Regions from separate parts of the Mus musculus genome. Here regions 1 and 2 are each linked to region 3. Evidence: chromatin contacts called from public promoter capture Hi-C data. All regions are on one chromosome and are shown on one strand. Each heading gives the region's core, a stretch centred on a gene start, on an enhancer-like site or on the middle of the called end of the contact. The rest is flanking DNA. Distances are from core to core; before and after follow the strand shown.

The links. Promoter capture Hi-C pulls out the DNA fragments that hold promoters and counts their contacts.
Region 1: a promoter capture Hi-C map of liver shows a contact between it and region 3. The contact joins the promoter of Acox2 here to the enhancer-like site in region 3. A contact is called at or near these places in 5 of 39 promoter capture datasets (the C10 cell line, cranial neural crest, liver and 2 more) and 2 of 9 other capture datasets (adipose tissue and liver).
Region 2: a contact with region 3 is called in a promoter capture Hi-C map of liver. The contact joins the promoter of Pdhb here to the enhancer-like site in region 3. A contact is called at or near these places in 9 of 39 promoter capture datasets (the C10 cell line, the HPC-7 cell line, cranial neural crest and 6 more), 5 of 115 datasets of contacts at active chromatin or transcription factors (the SCID.adh cell line, embryonic stem cells and large pre-B cells) and 3 of 9 other capture datasets (adipose tissue, liver and pancreatic islet).

What each region holds. Positions count from the first base shown.
Region 1 is chr14:8,257,526-8,260,414 of GRCm38.p6, forward strand. Acox2 (acyl-Coenzyme A oxidase 2, branched chain) reads right to left here and starts at 1,494. Exons shown (of 15, transcript NM_053115.2): 1 at 1,297-1,494.
Region 2 is chr14:8,171,508-8,174,556 of GRCm38.p6, forward strand. Pdhb (pyruvate dehydrogenase (lipoamide) beta) reads right to left here and starts at 1,485. Exons shown (of 10, transcript NM_024221.3): 1 at 1,384-1,485; 2 at 1,257-1,310; 3 at 1-23. The coding sequence starts at 1,425.
Region 3 is chr14:8,037,647-8,040,520 of GRCm38.p6, forward strand. Abhd6 (abhydrolase domain containing 6) reads left to right here. Exons shown (of 9, transcript NM_025341.4): 3 at 2,102-2,258. Among named protein-coding and RNA genes, the nearest start is that of Gm41094, 17 kb to the right of the region's middle. Within about 2 kb of position 1,320, at least 72 of the 459 cell types and tissues checked have an H3K27ac peak or open chromatin away from gene starts, as enhancers often do. A contact at or near this core is called in adipose tissue, liver and neural stem cells, where this site is marked.

The DNA of each region.
Region 1 (2,889 bases), core at 244-2,743, 220 kb after region 3:
TCTACAAAAGGCCCTGGGTTTAATTCCCATAGTGTAGGAGAAGAGAATGAAGGAGAGGAAGCCTGTAGGAAGAAGGAAGAGGAGGAGAAAGCTTGCTCTCTTCCTGTGAAGTGCTTTCTCTCTGGACTCCTGTGTCCCCCATAGCCAAGATGTGGCCTGCTTCCTTCACAACAAACCCTTGGCCTTTTAGAAGTCCCCACTCCCCTCAGTGAATGAACAACTAGACTCATCCATCCACCTTCTTTGAGTCCCCTTAGCCCTATCTGTTCCTTGCCATCTCCTTGGCCACCACTCTGCCACCTTCCCCTCTTACCTGGCTCAGTGTCTCATCTTTCTTTTCTTGCTTGTCATTGTAACTGTGCAGAAGGGAGTTAGCTTGTAGAAAGGAGTCCTAGCACGCCCACAAACTTGCTTCCCACCAGCTAGCCTGCATGCTTTCCTCCCGACTTCTGCCCCTCTTGTTTCTTCGGGCTGAGGCTCAACTCCCCAGTGTTCCTAGTGAGCTCCAGCTTGCAGAGACCTCACAGTAGCTCAACCCTCCCGACATCAGCATTCCTGTGAGAACTGGCCACCCCTCATGCACTTTGTTCCCAGCACTCAGTGCTAGGGAGGTGGCTCTGTCTCCGTGGTCCCAGAGCCTGGCCGTCAACTTTCCCTGCTGCCTGTCACCTGTTCTCTTTTCCTTCATCCCCTGAGCCTGAGGATACAGTAAGGGTACAGTAAGGACAGGACTGAGGAAGGGGGTACCCTTGTAAGGTCACAGCCCCTGGCAGGCTTCTGAAGAGGGCGTCTGGGGTACTGACAAGAGGCCTGGTGTATACAAGGAGCCCTTTGTCTGCCTGCCTTCCTGTGAGGCTTCCTAGCTGCCTCCTCGTCTTGCCTCTGGCTTCCTCTGTGCCAGACGCCCTTGCCTCCTGGCTGCTCCCCAACTCTCCTGGTCAGCCTTTGCCAGGACTCTGCCTCTGCCTGGACACCCTTTCCTCAGATGTCACCATGACTTCCTCTGTCTTACTCAATGCCAGCCCTCATCGAGGTTCCTTGCACCTCCTTCAACACCCAAGCCCTCAGCCCACATTGCTAATCCCCCCTCTCTCTTAACCTTTTAACAGGTGGGGCAAGTAACTCCTTACATTTTTGTTATTGTGGTCACCAGTTTCCCCCTGTAAACAACTGTAAACAACAAGAGAACCAAGGGCAGAACTGAGAGCCATTAAGGATGCCCGCCACTTTACTGCCATTACCTTTGGTATGTTCTGTCAGTTCTCTGGCTGGCCTGGGACTAAACTCTTGACTCACCTCTGTCCTGGGACAGCGCTGTAGGCTGGGCTGGCTCTTCCCTATAGGCCCAATCTTCAGACTCTTGTCCACACTCCTTTCTCCTCCTCAAAGTGCTGGTATTTACAGACTCTGCCAGAGTATTGCATGAGGCCCTGCTGTTTCCTGCCAGTGTCGTTGGGCAAAGGGTGTATATTGTATCAGGTGCCAGGCAACTCTGGCATGACTCAGCTTCCAGGCTTAAAGGATCCCTCTGAGGGGTGTGTCCTGTGTCCAGGTGGTGTTTCCACTGTGAAATTCTGGACCCGTCCTGCCACCAAGGAGGCAAGCTAGTCACATCACAGTGAGCTGAAAGGAGTATCCCTCTCCCCTGCTTCTGCTCTGACGGTGGTCTTGTCTGTGCCGTGCTTCTCACCAGTGTCCCCACAGCCCCCAGCCTCTCACCCCCAGCCCAGGCTCCTGAGGAGTGCAGTATGTTATGAAGGATCCTGAGAACTTGGTCTCCACACGTGAGGCACACTGGGACCTTCCTTTGTATCCAGCCTTTGCCCTGGGAGGTAGGATGAATTCTTCATGGTGTCAGTGAAGAACCAGTGCCAAAGTTGTGCAATAAGTAAACCACCCACCTGGAATTTGAACTAGGTCTCAGGTCACAAAGATGAACTCTTACTCCATATGTACACTACTCATTTGTACAATGTTGGGAGAGAAGTCACAGGCCTCTTACAGTACTTCCAAATCTTCATGATTCCAGTGTTTTCTTCTCTGGGGCTTTGTCCATCCTCCCCACGTGTGCTAATATGTGTGTATATAGTGCATACTCAGTGTGTGTATATGTGTGTGTGTGTGTGTGTGTGCATGCATGCACGAGCATGAGCACACCAAGGGACCTCACGGCTCCCCATGATCCCCAAGACACTATCCAGTTTGCTCTGCAGGAAGATGCAGTTCCCTGTGAGAGGTTGTGCTCTGACATCCTCAAGTGCACCATGGCACAGACTAGCTGATGACTTTACTCCTCTCTCCTTCTCCCTCTCTCTCCCTCCCTTCTCCCTCCCTTTCTCTCACATACATACATACATACATACATACATACATAATAAAGGTGACCCTGACCTCGCTGTTTGGAGATGGTCATCTGGCCTCTCTAAACATTTGTGCCATCATCGATCATGGGAAGTTACTTAATTTCTCTCCATTTGTATTTCCATATTTTAAAAAATATTTAGACAGAGAGAGTGAGAGAAAGAGAAGAGGGGAGGGCATGTGTATACAAATATGAATGTGCCAAAGTATGCTTGTGAATGTCAGCTGTTGTGGGAGTTGATTCTTTTCTTCTACCATGAGGGTCCTAGGGATTGGACACAGGCTGTCATGGTTGGCTATGCACTCTACTCACTGAACAATCTCCCTGACTCTCTCACGTTTGGTTTCACACAGGGTTTCACTGTGAAGTCCTTGCTGGTCTGGAACTTAGTATGTAGATCAAATAGTCCAAAACTTATGGTAATCCCCGTGGCTCTGCCTGCTGGGTGCTGGGACTAGAGACTACAATAAAGAACTGGCAGTTTATAAGCTCTCTGTTAACAAGTGCTTTCGTCATCAGCTTTGGAT
Region 2 (3,049 bases), core at 235-2,734, 130 kb after region 3:
TTAATAGCTTCACGAACTGTCAACTGTCACAAGTATATAAACAGAAAACATGCTACAGGATTATTCAGGAGACTATGGAAACCCCCTTCCTTATACTTACCTACACTGCCCACAACATAACACATAAATTTAACACTCATGCAGGCAGCCCACATTCCAAGAATCTGAGGAGGCAAGGTGGCCAAGCCTGCTGAGTTTCATCTCCAGTTTCCTACATGGCGGAAGGAGGAAACGGATCCCCTGCACATTGACCACAATGTGCATGCTCACACACATAGAACGTAACAAGTACCACTTATGCCAACTAATCTTCACTAGGCGTCAGTGACAAGCTTACAGAACACTTCTGCTCTACTGCTTCATATGCACGGGCAAGAAAACTGAGCGATTGCTAAACCAGCTCCCAGGCAGTTTCCTACGGAGGAAGCATGCCAGGCTGTTTTACCAATACACTTGAAGTACTAAGACTTAGAGAACTAGCAAGGAAGGTCTAACTATGGATACTAACTACGACTAAGTATTAAGCGTTCACTAGTGCACAACACTTGACATCCACAATGCAGGTGCTGCTATGCTACTACAGTAATGTAGACTGATAAAATCCTTCTAGATATATATATGCCAAAAAAAGCATGTATCTGCAAGCCAATGTTCTCAGCACCGTAACAAATTCAAAAGATAGAAACAAACCACCCTTAAATGAATGTATAAATAAAACGTACAAAGGATATGATTCAACGTTCCAAAGGAACAAATTCTGATGAATGTATTCTACAATGTGGATGAACCTTTTTAAATAAGCCAGACACAAAAGAACAAAAGATTCAACTTATATGACGCTCTAAAACAAGAACTCAAAAAGAGCCAGAAAAGTACAATACAACAGCGGCCGAAAGAGTGTGAATTATTATCGTGTAAAGTTCTGGAAGTTGACAGTGTAGACCGTGAATTCATTCGATGCCACATTTGAACACATAAGATTTCAAAGCTACATTTTACCACAACTCCAGGGTGGGGATTAAAAGTCAGGAAAGCAGGTGGTTGTCTGTTCGACTGCCACCGGCCTCGAAGGGATGGTTACCAATATGAATGGCACCGGGCGAGGACAGAGGCAGCGCGAATCATCCGCAGGACGCGGCCGCTGTCAGGGTCCAAGATGCCACCTGGCCCTGGGGCAGACACGACCCCGATCTCTCAGGCCTGCTCCCGGGCCCCAGGGCTCCCTCCCGGCCTTGCCCGACGTCGGGACCGGTTACCTGCACCGCTGCGGGCGCCGAGCGGTGAAAACGCCTCTTCAGCAGCCCGGAAGCCTGGAAGGGAGAGAAAAAAGGGTTCAGAAAGGGCACAGGGCCTACAGTGGACGCGCTAGGGGCCGCTACCTACCTGCCGCAAGGGTCCCCGCACCAGACCAGCCACCACCGCCATCTTGCCCGTGTCCTCTACTAGCTGCCGAATGACAACACAGAAGCGCCGCAGAGCCCGTCTGACGCAGCCAATAGTAGGGCGTGACACCTTTACGTCCCACCTCTGTTCGGCAAAGCCAATAGAATGGTAACTGAGAGTCCCGTCTTCCTGAGGAAGCCAATAGCAAGGCGCTATTTCATAGGCCCCGCCCCCAGGCTTTGGCAGAGCGCGCCCTCTGGGCCCCGCCTCTGCATGCGTAGCCAACGGCTAGTTTCGACGCCTGCGAGCCCCGCCCACCTAGCGAGTCGCGGTCCAGCAGAGGTGACGTGAGGCTGCTGTTCCTCTCTGACCCGGTGCACTGGAGATAACTTTGCAGACCGCTTGCAGAGGCTGTCATGCACCTAACACGCCCTACACTCAGACTTGACTGCTGACTGCTCACGTGCTGGGACTGAGTCAGTGCAGCCTGATCCGACCGAGGCTGCTAGGACCGTAAAGCCACCCCTTTGCGGGCACTGAAGGACTTTGAGCAACGTGTGAATCTTGCACACACAACAGTGGAGGGTGAACCTACCATTATATGAAGGGCGCTGTAAATTGAATGTGAACAATAGCTTTCATGTAGGCACTAAGCGTCCACTGTGTGCCAAGTACTGTGATGTGTGCTTGATAAGTGCTTTTAGGTGGTTTCTGTTTGTATTATCTCCATCCAGGCGAGAAGAGGTGAGGAGGTTGTTCTGATCTTGCTGAATTTAGATGGCATACCGGGACTGGAGAAGCCTGAAACATAGCTTTAGCAGGACAAGAGACAGTTGAGAATAGATACTTAGATGTGGCCTTTATATTCTGCATTCAGTCTCATCGACTGTAAAAGGACACTGAGGTATGGGATCACCTCCTTCCAAACCTCCCTCATTGCTGCCATCAGGTGGTCACCATGTGAGATATATCAAATATGAGTCTTTCTTTTTTTTTTTTTTTTTTTTTAAGATTTATTTATTATTATATGTAAGTACACTGTAGCTGTCTTCAGATATACCAGAAGAGGGCATCAGATCTCGTTACGGATGGTTATGAGCCACCATGTGGTTGCTGGGATTTGAACTCTGGACCTTTGGAAGAGCAGTCGGGTGCTCTTACCCACTGAGCCATCTCACCAGCCCCAATATGAGTCTTTCTATCAAAAATTATATAAACTTGTGTTTGGGACAAGGACTTCAAATCCCCTCTCCTGCCTTGAAAAACTTTAATGTAAGTGGTTTTGGTTTTTGTTTTTCCTCACAAGGAAGTGTTTTTATGTGTAGTCCTGGGTGTCTTGGAACTCTCTCTGTAGACTAGGCTGGCCTTGAATTTACAGAGATCCACCTGCTACTGCCTTCTGAGTGCTGGGATTAAAGGTTTATGCTACCACCAACCAGTCCATAGTTTTTCTTCTTACCACTATTTTTCTATGGCTTAAATGTTCCAAATTCTATTTACTAGCAACTTAAATATTGCATTCACTACATTGGCTTTAGTGTTCTCATCTATTCAAACTATGAAGTTTGCTTACATCAGAGTCCCCTAACTTCAGAGTATATGTGAACAAAGACACTCTTTCATGTAACCAAAGGACATTCTGGAAATTGATGTAGACCAGGCTGGC
Region 3 (2,874 bases), core at 70-2,569:
CATTATTCCTGGCTTTGATTCAGCATACCTGCATATTGCATAAGGGCAGGTAGAGAGGGGCTGGGAAGTTTTCTCTCCCAAGTTCTACCCAAAACTAAATCAATCAAATTTCTTTTTTTCCCCCTTGCTTCCTGAGTGTTGTTGTTGCTGTTGTTTGTTTGTTTTTTTAGGATGGCTAGCAAGGGAGCAAAGAGTCCAAAGGTGTAAAAGGACGTACTTTATTGCACGTTAATATCGTAATTAGCAGTGAACTTCACTATGTTTTCTGTTTTACATTAATCTCTCTTCTGTCCGGAGTTATCCTTTCATTTATTTTGCCCAGTGTTGAATTAAGTTTTTAGCATGGCTTATGTTAGTGTGTAAGCTTTTTATGAGGATATCAATCCTGGCTGAGGGTGCAGCTCAGTGGTACAGTGCTTACTTAGCCTGTGTTGAGTGAGCTGAGTTTGTCCCTAGAGAAGTGGAGATGTCAACAAACTGTGATGATAATATTTGTTTCAAGTATTGCCTCTAAGTTTTCCCTTTAATCTTAGCAGATGAGTATTTGGAAAGATACGTTTTAAATATAATGCTAATTAGTATTTATCAAATGTCACCATGTACTGGGTTTTGAACAAAAGTTGTGTGGATTGGGGTTGAAGAGATTGCTCGGTGGTTAAGGCTGCTTCCTGTTCTTCCTGAAGACCGGAGCTCAGTCCCCAGCCCCCGGCTCAGGGAGCCCACAGGGCAGCCACAGCTGCTGCCAGTATACGTATTAAAAGTGCTGCACTCACATACACATACACACATTCAGACACTAAGCCACACACATTCATATGCAAGGCACACACATGATAATAACAATAATAAACACTTTTCATGTGGGTAGTCCATTTACTCTTGGCTATAACCTTTGTGCAATGCAGTATTTACCCCTATATTGTCAATGAAGAACTGTATGTTCCAGGTCACGTAATCAGGTTGGTCTGTGAATGAACATACAAACCCATGGTACACAGCCATTACTTAGAGTACTGAAATATGCCTGCTTCTCCCTATGAAAAGCCTTAGGCTAGCCAATTTTACTACTGTTTTAATGTAGTCATTGCAAAAGGATCAAAAGAAATCCAGTTATTACCCCTGCCCATCTGTCCCCTGCTTCTCACTCATTCTCTGTCTTCAGCCCAGCACTTGACAGTGCCTGTGTACCCACGATTTCTGTCTGTAGATACAAGGAAGCATGAATATGTACTTAAACTTCTCTCCCCCCCCCCCATATCACACAAAATATTAGGACACTTTTGATGACTTGATTTTGCAAGACTTGGCAGCTGCTATAGTGTAGTCAGTCTATTACAGCTGCTATAGTGTAGAGCCAGTCTATGATGTAGAATCAGCCTATTACAGCTGCTACAGTGTAGAGTCAGTCTATTACAAAGGAGATATCTGGATGATTTAATTATCTTTCATTTTTGAAGAGATTTTTCATGCTGAAAGTTCAATTTGTTTCAATGGAAATTTCGTATTGAAATGGACTTGAGTCCAAATTGCAGCCTTGCCAGGCTTATGTAACCCACAGAAGCTGAGCCCTCAACCGCTGCCATGTGCGGAATAAAGCCAGAGGGCTCAGTTTGTGCCAGTCCTGAGCAGTGAGTCAGCTGAAGCCTCGAGAGCTGTCTAATGAAAGGTCATCGTGTGTGCTGTGCTCTGCTGGCTGGCTTGCCTGCTTGTTTGCTTTTATTTTTCATTCAAATGCTAGGCCTTCTAATTTTTCCTTTTCTTTACTACCATTTCTTAGTTGGACACGGTAACCAGTCTCATGATGACATTCCCATGCATGTGTGTAACGTATATTGCTCCTGTTGCTCTCTGCTGTCTGTGCATTGTTACACACACACACACACACACACACACACACACACACACACACACCCTGCTGATCCCCTTTTTTCCAAACACATGTGTGACATACTTCTCTTCTTAGTGCCCCTGGAGGGTAAAGGACAAGAGCTGGAATAAGCATCTGTCTCATCTCCAAGTAGGATCTCTAGAGAGGACCAGTGTCCCTCTGAAAGCCATGTCCCCTGAGCATGCACTTGTGTCTTGCCTTTCTTGACCCTAGGTACTGGCGGAGGACACTGGGCATGCAAGTTCGCTACGCACACCATGAGGACTATCAGTTCTGTTACTCCTTCCGGGGCAGGCCAGGACACAAGCCATCCATCCTTATGCTCCATGGATTCTCCGCACACAAGGACATGTGGCTCAGCGTGGTCAAGGTACACTTCAGACTCTTCTGCCTTAAAGGGAGATGGGTGGGAACACGGTTCAAGTTAAGTCTTAAAATTAACAAAGTATATTATTCAGACCCTTGTATGTGTCACAGAACTAATTTGTTAAAAAACAAAAAACAAACCTGTGTCTCTGGAATCTTCTCACTGTGTGGATATTTTTAGGCAGCGGTAAGGGTGGGAGTGAGCTAACATAGCTCACTCACCTCAGATCCGCTGTGACGCTTGAGGCTGGGTTTTTTCCAAAAGTGTTCTTTTTTTTTTTTTAATTCTACATTTCCTCTCTCCTTTTCCTGTCTATCCCCAAACCCCTCTGCCTACTGTCGTTTGTTCTTTTTTCTTTTCCTTAATCATTTAGAGAAATGATCTAGATCTAGCAGCTTTTCAGAATCCCTTCCCAAGTCACTTTTTGTGCAGTTGACTTGTGTGGCCTCTGTCTGTCCTTTGGAGAGTGACCAGCTGGTGGGGAGGCCGTGGCTGGCACTGGTCTTGAGAGCACAGCATCCTGGATTCCTACTTCAAGGGGGACAGTATCTGAGGGATACGAAGTGCTCCTAGGAAACTGCACATGTCATTGAGTCACCTGTGTTCTCACATGGCATGA